Regions from separate parts of the Sus scrofa genome. Here region 2 is linked to region 1. Evidence: chromatin contacts called from public HiChIP or PLAC-seq data. All regions are on one chromosome and are shown on one strand. The core of a region is the stretch at or near the end of the contact, and the rest is flanking DNA. Distances in the headings are between cores, read along the strand shown.

Region 1 (4,631 bases), core at 1,516-4,015:
CCTGTGCAGCATAAAGCTGAGCTTCTTTGGTGTCTTGTCTGAAAAAAGGAAACATAAATCAGAAACCTTAATAGAATCTGTCCAACCCTAACTGCTTTCTGTTTTCAACCACCAAGCTCCCAACCTGAGTCTACAAGCACCAAGAGTTTTACCTTTTAAAAATGATCTTTGCTAAATCCAGCATATCCCAGGCAAGCTCTAGGTTTCCAATCTCCTCCTCTTCATTTTCTTGAAGAGACTAAATATCCAAAGCATTGGTATTAGGCAGAAGCACAAGAAAGACATCTTTCGATTACAAATCTAAATGTTTAATTTAGAAGGGGGGGAACACTGATTCTACCCCATAGCATCCCATTAGGTCAGTAATAGTTAGCAGTGGTATGTTGCGACCCCTTGCGGTCAAATGATCTCTCTATTCCTGATGAATAAAGGGTCTCCAATCCCTAACCAAGAAAAGGCTATGGGTGATAATCATGCCTATGCTAGAATGAGCCACAGTCCTACAATAAGAAAGCAGATGATGATGGTGAACAAATATTCACCTTGTTTTCAAGAACCGAATCACTTGGTATTTCTTCAGCCTTGTCATTTTCTTTATCCTCTTCTTCTGAGCCCTCGGTTTCTGTAAGCAAAAATTCTTCAGTATTGAGAATATTAAGGTATCTATTAAGATATTGAGATATACGGTCTGATCAGAGATTCCAATAAACATTTGTCAAATAACCTATATTCTGAGGTAGGACAAGCCAGATACTAAACCAAAATCAGTGAACATCTGAACCGGATATAAATATAAAGCCAGTAGTTAACGGTCTAATTCAAATCTAATCCAGTCTTAAGGCTGTATAATCTTACAGCGTCTATGGTTTTGACCTTCAGTGATTGACAGGCTGAGTGTTTCTCTTCTAAAAGGCAACTTGGGCAATTTAGATCAAGACAGATTAGCTACTGGCTCTTACTCACTAGCTAGAAGCTCCCATCTACTCAGCCAGAAGCAAGGAGTTGGCAATTCCAACCAGTGTTCCTGGTGTCTTTAAGCCAACTGTTAGATAATACTAATAAGGCCAAGAAAGTACCAAAAGTTAAATCACTCCAGTCCATTTTGGGCAAGAATGCTCGAGACTAGCTTCCCCACAACAGATCTGTGGAGAGAAAAGCATAGCCTTTACCACCTCTCACCAATGAGCATGCCACACACTCCAGCCAGCTCTAGCACGTACCGCGTTTGAGTGAGGGATCTTACATTACTTTACCCCAGTACCATGCTGACATCTGCAACCGCAGTTCACCATACTAACAAACACCAAATAGTGTTTAGTGACAAAACACTAAATACTGCCTGTAAGGACAGGCTGCTAATAAATAGCTCCACATACCACCTCAAAATTCACCTCAAGTTCAAAATGTCAAGTTATTAAAATGGGCTTTTAGGGTACAAACAGTTCATGAATTGAGTATAAAGAGCCTATCTCTGCCCTCTAAGCATTTTTAACATCAGCAAAAGAGCTCAAATGCTGTCTCCTAACTAAAGTGTGGCAGGAATATAAGTATAGAAATTAGGTCTTAGAGCCAGAGCTATGAAGTCAGGTTAAAGGACTTTCACCTATCAAAACTGCTTCAGGACGAGAAAAGCACAGAAAAGCCCTATAAATTAGTAGGACACACCACAGCTAAGAACTAGTTACAAACAAATTAGAATTTGTGTCTATGGCAAACAAACCCTGTTTTATCAAGTGTCGTCTTTTCTTCCTGTTCACCGTATAAGTTAATGCTTCTGAAATGTAAGTCCCAACCACCACATAACCATTTATCTTTCCATCCCCAAATTTCGAGATGGTTTGTATACTTAGCTCCCTGGTATTAGACGAGATAGTTTCATTGACTCTGATAGGAAAGCCTGTTCTCCACCAGAAGTTATGACAGGCGAGGCAGATCTTTCTATTTCTCATAATACTCAAAAGAGGGGAAAAAAAAAAATCACCAACAACACACCCTATCTTGGAGTTCCCGTCCTGGCAGTCCTGGTGCAGTGGTTAACGAATCCGACTAGGAACCATGAGGTTGTGGGTTCGGTCCCTGGCCTTGCTCAGTGGGTTAAGGATCCAGCATTGCCGTGAGCTGTGGTGTGGGTCACAGACTCAGCTCGGAGCCCACGTTGCTGTGGCTCTAGTGTAGGCCAGTGGCTATAGCTCCAATTCTACCCCTAGCCTGGGAACCTCCATGTGCTGAGGGCGCAGCCTTAGAAAAAGGCAAAAAGACAAAAACAAAATAAAACAAAAACCCTATCTTCCCAGACTGCAGGAAAAACTGACAAAAAACCTCTATGTTCTTCTTAATTATCTGCTATCTGTCCTATTCATACTAGAATGACAGAAGGTGATATCTAATTTGGCATAAAATACTTAGTTATTTGGAGTCTTGCATCAAATTTTTAAATTCTTACAAGAGTCTGAGAAAAATACTGGTTTCTTTTGAGGAATCTGCACCACCTTCACAGACTGGTGGCAAGAGAACTAGGAAGGCCATTATCTTAACACCTTCCAAACCTGGTACCCTGTACCCAAGTATTAACGGAATGCATTATTTGCCTCAGTAAAGAGGTATGTTAAAACACTTTCTAAGCTTCTTTGACTCTTTTTTATGGTATGCCATCCTTCAGAGAAAAGGAACATGTTTTTGGTGATCTTGTAGACTCTTTAACACAATATGGACAGAACTACAGACACCAGAAGAATGACTCTTAAAGGCCAAGCAAAGGCAATCTGCTGAGCCTCTGGTTATTTTAACACTCACACCACGTGAGGAACTACTACAGACTGACCAGCACAGTCCAAGCTTGGCCAAGCTTTATGCCTAAAATAGTAAAGTTCTGTTCACTTGCCAAACATATAGCATGACAACTAGAAAATAGGCCCATTACCTTTTTCAGGGATAAGGAGAGCCCAAGAGATGGCAGGAAATGGTATTTCAAGAGAAAAACCTCTAGTAAAAGTTCTACAAGCTAGTGTTACCACATAGATTTCTAATCAGAAGGGGACGACAAATGCATTCAAGTCAGATCTAGGGTCAGATTAACTGTTTGACCCTAAACAAGGATCAGTTTCCTTATCACTGTTACACTGCCTGCTACACAGGCATATCCTGGGACCAAAAGCAATGTATGTGTGAGAGCTCTGACAATGTTACTTGTGACTCAATTGAGTAGTTTTTCAACAAACTGTGGAGAAATAGGCATCTCTATTATCCAAAGTCCAACTCTTAAGAGAGCTAGCAGAGCCTTTTACTACTCTAGCTCATTATCATTAAAGATCAAGACATGGACAGTTTTTTTTTTTTTTTTTAATTGAGGAATGCAATTCCATGCTTTTTCTATAAAGATCTCCTCAAACCCAATAAGCAGCCCAGTGGTGCTACCATTTAGCCAATTCACTTCTGGTTACCATGCCTGTGCTGGCTGGAGTACAGGGACCTGCACATAGGTAGAAGGAAGTTTACCAGAATTAGCTACCAATACTGATAATGAGTCTGAAAATCTAGGAGAACTGGAAGTACTTCATTGTATGAAATAACAGTTGGAATGTACCTCCGATTATTAATACCACCGTTAGATGAATCTCTTAGACAGTAGAATCCTCAAATGATAGTACAACTCAAGTCAGACGTGCCAATTATGTAATTACTCATTAGAGGCTTATACATCTTGATGAAACTGAATCACAATTAGACCAATATGCATCCACGCTTAATAATATCCTAAGTAGCAAAAAATTCAGATTAGCAGCCAAAGCAAGCATGAAATGAGTAGGGGGAAATGGCAAGAGGGCTTAACAGGTTTTCTGCTATCTTTTGGAGGGGGCTAATTTAACTAATGTGAATAAGCCTCTAAACACTTCGAGACTAAAAGGTTACCAGATTCCTTGGCTCTGGTGATAGAACATTCAAGGGTTAACGAACTACCCCTTCACTCAAATGGCATGCCTGCTTAAGTGTATCAATTCAATGGATTCTACTGCTCTAATCCTGCTTCCTAAAGCACAGAAAAAGGAACCATGTGAACAGTAAATAAAAAAATCCAGAGGCATGCACGTGAGCATCCATTCAGCATTCTCTGCCAGCCTTGCCCACTATCTCCCTTCCCGCCCTCCTCACCAGCCAGCTTTATTGGCTAGCATGGTGCATCAAGTTACTGATATGGCTAGCCAAGTCTCCGAAGTCACAGAAAGGCCTATTCTGCAGTTAGTAAAAGCGTTAGTTTATAAGCCAGCTAAAGAAGACTTGCTTTTCGTGTCTTGCTCAACTTACAACCACCTTCTTAAACTATCCCGATTTTCACTTAGCCCTGTCCTAGTCCAAAGGCAGACGGAAAATCCTGAATGGAAGGCTGACTTTTACCCATGATTAGTGAGTCAAATCCAGCATGTACTCCACCCACTGCAGCTCTTGTATGTCCCGGTTACCTTCACCCTCTTTCATCTGTTCCTTGTCTTGTGTTTCTTCATAAGCAGCTATCTTAACTTTGTCTTCAGGGGATTTCTCAGTAGCCCCCTGGGCTACCTCAGTCTCCACCCCAACTCCAGCTGCCTCCGCCTCTTCTACAGACGGCTTAGTCTCCTCCCGGCTAGGAACCACCT
Region 2 (4,631 bases), core at 1,372-3,871, 210 kb after region 1:
TTAGACCCCTAGCCTGGGAACCTTCATATGCCACAGGTGCGGCCCTAAAAAGACAAAAGATAAAAAAAAAGAAAAGAGTCTGGTGACTTAGCAGGTTAAAAATCCAAGTAATATCTATGAGAATGCAGGTTCGATCCCTTGCCACACTCAGTAGGTTAAGGATCAGCATTGCTGCAAAGTGCAGCACAGGTGGCAGATGTGGCTCAGATCTGGTGGTGTGGCTGTGGCTGTGGCAGCTGCAGATTCGATTTGACCCCTACCTCCAGCAACTTCCGTATGCTGCCCTAAAAGGAAAAAATAAATAAAATTAACCCTTTTAAAGTACATTTCAGTGGTTTCAGTCATCACCATTATCTAATTTCAGCACTTTTCATCACTCTAAAAAGAAAGCCCCGTACCCTGTTCTCTCTCTCCAGCCTCTGGAAACCACTCATCTTTTTTCGGTTTCTCTGGATTTTCTTATTTCTTATTCTTATTTCTATTTCTCATTTCACATACATGGAATGATGCAATGTCACTGCTCGCTTTTCAGTAGGGGAGTAACACAGATCTGCATTTACCGAGACCACGTTGGCAGAAATTACGGAGCGCAAGTCTGGCATGTTGTGATGTTCGGGGAGGACCTGACCTAGGGCAATGGGAATTCAGATAAAGAGGGAGGGACCGGTTTGAAAAACACATAGAGGCTAAAATTACTTAGAGTGAGAAATCGCAAGTGCGCCCCAGATAGCTGAAGTAGCAAACTGGATGGAAAGTGGCAGTGGCATTTGACGTAAAAATACAGCTGAGTGGGCTAAGGATCTGACATTGTCATAGCTGTGGTTTGGATTGTTGCGGTGGCACATGTTCGATCCTTGGCCTGGGAACTTCTGCATGCTTCAGGTGTGACCCCCTCAAAAAAAAAATATAGCTAGAGTTTTCATTTGGGAGGAAAAAGATGAGTTCAGGTTTGCATGTTTGGAGTTCAGCGTGAATAGTCCAGGAGGAGATGTCCAGAAATAGACTGGGTGTGCAAATTGGGAGCTTGAGTGTAAAGGTCGGTGCTGAAGTCATGCATTTGGGAGACATCAGCGCAGAGGCGGTGATTAGAGAAGAAATGTGGAAGAGCCTCCACAGTGGAGCACAAGCTGTGGGCCCGAGTGAGACCCCTGAGACCTCGAGGGATGGGAAGGAGAGCCAGCCCTGGCATGTACAGCGAAGGAAATCCACAGTGGCATAGAAGCCAAGAAAGAAGAATCACAAAGGAACAAGAAGAGGAGTTCCCTGGTGGCCTAGCAGTTAAGGACTTGGTCTTGTTCCTGCCGTGGCTTGGGTTACTGCTGTGGCTCAGGAATTTCTGCATGCCGTGGGCATGACCAAAAAGAACTAGGCTCTAATAGCTAGTCTGTTAGTTCCAGGACCACAGCTGCTTGGTCTCTGCACATCTAGTGCTAATAGGAGTCCTGAATCTTACGTAAAAGCACCAAAGGAAATAACCTGCCTGGCAGCGTGTTCAGCAGCAGGAAGAACACGTGATATAAGGACTGATTGTGTCTACTGAGCTTAATGCCATGGAATGCACTGGGATCTCCAGTGGGAACACTTCCAGCAGAAGCCAGGGAGGAAGGAGCGGGAGATAAGGAAGTAAAAGCAGCAGGTGTTGCCAGCCAAACTCCTCCAGTGTAGACCCCATAAGGGCAGGCCGGGCGTTTGCTGAAACCCCCTAGGAACTGATGGTCAGGGTTCCTCCCCATTTCCCTCATCACCTCAGGGAGAGACTTCGAATGGCAGCTCTTTTGCCTTTCAGTATATTCCATCTTTGTCTTTGGCTCCAGTGCCTGGCTATTGGCTATGGAGAAGCTTGCTTGCTTGCTTGCTTGGGGCCGCACCTGCAGCATATGGAAGTTCCCAGGCTAGGGGTCAAGTGGGAGCTGCAGCTGCCGACCTACGCCACAGCCACAGCAATGCGAGGTCCGAGCCACATCTGCAAGCTACACTACAGCTCACGGCAATGCCGGATCCTTAACCCACCAAGTGAGGCCTGGGATCGAACCTGCGTCTTCATGGATGCTAGTCAGATTCATTTCTGCTGAGCCACGACAGGAACTCCACCATGGAGAAGCTTTAAGAGAGGCAGTGGTCACACTCCAGTGTTGGGCTAGGCAGGCCTGCCCCATGTTGCAGGGCCCTGATCACCCCTGCCTTAGCCATTTCTCAGCTGCTCAGAGAAGCTGCTGTGACGTCTCACTCCCGGATGGGGGGTTTGCAGTGACAAGAGGTCTCCACGAATGTGAAGACGGGGCAGAAATGGAACAGCTTTGACAGGGGGCCGTGTGCTGTGGCCATGTTCTAGTCCTTACTTGCTGCTCCCAAGTTGAATTTAACAGGGTTCTTTGTGAGGCCACAAAGCAAATAGTACATAGGACTTTAGACTGAGCCTTGGAGACAGAAGCCTGAGTTGTTGGTTAAAGAAGAGGAGGAGAGGAGTTCCCGTCATGGTGCAGCGGAAACAAATCTGACTAGCAACCATGAGGATGTGGGTTCGATCCCTGGCCTCACTCAGTGGGTTAAGGATCTGGTGTTGCCATGAGCTGTGGTGTAAGTCGTGGTGTAAGGAGGGGAGAAAAACAGGTGACAGATCTGAGCCGCCACTGCGTCACAAGCCAGTGCCCAACATAGCTCAGGCTTTGGCTGGCTGATAGGCAAGCGGGCCTAGAGCCCATCTTCTCACAGAAAGTGAAGTCAGGGAGCTGGGGTGGGGGTGGGGTTCGCTGAGCCAGCGGGACTGAAGGGAGGGTTAAAGCCGGGACAAGCAAAAGGACAGTCCTGCTTAGAAGCCGGAAACAGTATGTCTCCCAGGGATCCAGGGTAGGAGAGGATGTGATGACCTCACAGCTCAGGGAAAGAGAATAGTGTGGTGGCACCAAGGCCAGAGTAAGTGACTACTTTGTCCCTGAAGTGGCGTAAGCAGGTGACGTTGCAGGGCTTGGCACCTGGATGCCAGGGGGAGGAAGAGAGGGAGGGCTGGTTCGAGGATAGAGGGTCTTGCTGGCCCCAGAAATGTCCCCGTGAGCCAAGGACCCCTGCTCTCTGCTGCCTCTGGAGGAAGGGGGTGGGGGTGGAGGGCGGTGTCTTCTGAGCCGGAGTAGTTCAGGGCCATTTTGAATGCAGCTATTTTGGAGAGAGCTTGTTGCTGCTTTGTGTTTACTTTCAAGTCGTGTGGGTCCGTCCTGTGAGGGCAGCAGCATTTGTTCAGTGAGCTTGTTCTGAGCCTCTCACGAGGTGAGGACTGGGAGGGAGGGCCCACACCCGGACTTGCTCCTGACGGCCCTCTGCTTGGCCGTAAGAGGAAGCGCCACAGGGGCGGAGTCAGAGTTAAGGTGAGAGAGAGATGAAGATGAGAGCTGGAGAGGTCGGAGCCGCAAGAGCCAGCCTGTCCTCAGACACACAGAATTCTGAGGTGAAAAGAATTGGGAGAACCTTCCAGACGGTGGGGAACAGTGTAGGCAAAGACAAAGGCTTCCCAAATCAATCTCGTCTGTGACGCTTTGCATGAAGATGTGTACGTGGTGGCACCAGGGACACAGAGGAGGGCGGGAGTTGGTTGGTTTGAGCCAGATCATGTGCTTTTAACATCGACAGGAGACTGGTTGTGGTTTTGTGGGCAGTGAACGTTCATGTAGGCTTGGGTGCTTGTCCTGTGCTTACGTTACTTGGCAAAGTCAGGCCTGGATCTGTGCATTCGGAGGGAAGCATGAAGGGAGGCCAGAGGCCTGCAGGTCTGTCTGCCTCCACTAGATCGTAAGCTCCAGGAGGACAGGTTCTGTTCACTGAGGTATTGCTGACACTTAAAACCATCCCTAGCACATAGGCAGCAAAGATAAATATTAATGTTTGGGGAGTTCCCGTCGTGGCTCAGTCGTTAAAGAACCTGGCTAGTAACCATGAGGTTCTGGGTTCCATCCCTGGCCTCGCTCAGTGGGTTAAGGATCTGGTGTTGCTGTGAGCTGTGGTGTAGGTTGCAGATGCAGCTCGGATCCCGCTTTGCTATGGCTGTGGTGTAGGCCAGCGGCTACGGCCCCAATTAGACCCCTAGCCTGGGAACCTCCATATGCTGTGGGTGCGGCCTTAAAGACCAAAGGACAAAAGACAAAAAAAAAAAAAAGACTTGTGTATGAAGCATGACATGAATCCTAGGGCAGCCTCAAGACCCAGCCCTAACTCGTCTCAGATGGCCATCTGAGCCCCTAGGACTGGCCACTGGGGTCAGCCTGAGCGTGTGGTGTCACCAAGGAGCAGAGGACGTGGTGCCCTGCGGCAGGGAGGGCTGGTGGTAAGCTCTGCGGCTGGCTGGTCCCCACTTCTGAGCCACACTGTCTTCTTCTTTGGGAACCCCAGAACTGCCTGATAAAGAGGGATGAGAGTGGTTACTCGGCAGTGGTAGCTGACTTCGGCCTGGCTGAGAAGATCCCTGATGGCAGGTGCGTAGCCCTCACGGGTGCTGGGGTCACAGAAGGGACTGAAGCAACTGGAAGACGCCAGCTCCCTCTTCAGAGGCCAGGACTTGGTCACAGCCCAACCTCAGCTCCCTCAATTCAGTTGGTTCAAGTGTGTGCCCATCCTTGACGGAGAGGCATTCCCAGGGGTCAGAT

Evidence for each region. HiChIP or PLAC-seq counts read pairs in DNA pulled down with a chosen protein or histone mark.
Region 2: a contact with region 1 is called in an H3K27ac HiChIP or PLAC-seq map of skeletal muscle. The contact joins two enhancer-like sites. A contact is called at or near these places in 1 of 5 promoter capture datasets (fetal liver) and 2 of 2 datasets of contacts at active chromatin or transcription factors (alveolar macrophages and skeletal muscle).

What each region holds. Positions count from the first base shown.
Region 1 is chr6:165,779,261-165,783,891 of Sscrofa11.1, forward strand. NASP (nuclear autoantigenic sperm protein) reads right to left here. Exons shown (of 14, transcript XM_021096741.1): 6 at 543-622; 7 at 153-238; 8 at 1-38. Among named protein-coding and RNA genes, the nearest start is that of CCDC17, 13 kb to the left of the region's middle. Within about 2 kb of position 2,766, at least 3 of the 83 cell types and tissues checked have an H3K27ac peak or open chromatin away from gene starts, as enhancers often do. A contact at or near this core is called in skeletal muscle, where this site is marked.
Region 2 is chr6:165,991,815-165,996,445 of Sscrofa11.1, forward strand. TESK2 (dual specificity testis-specific protein kinase 2) reads left to right here. Exons shown (of 12, transcript XM_021096752.1): 7 at 4,378-4,460. Among named protein-coding and RNA genes, the nearest start is that of MUTYH, 8.7 kb to the right of the region's middle. Within about 2 kb of position 2,622, at least 3 of the 83 cell types and tissues checked have an H3K27ac peak or open chromatin away from gene starts, as enhancers often do. A contact at or near this core is called in skeletal muscle, where this site is marked.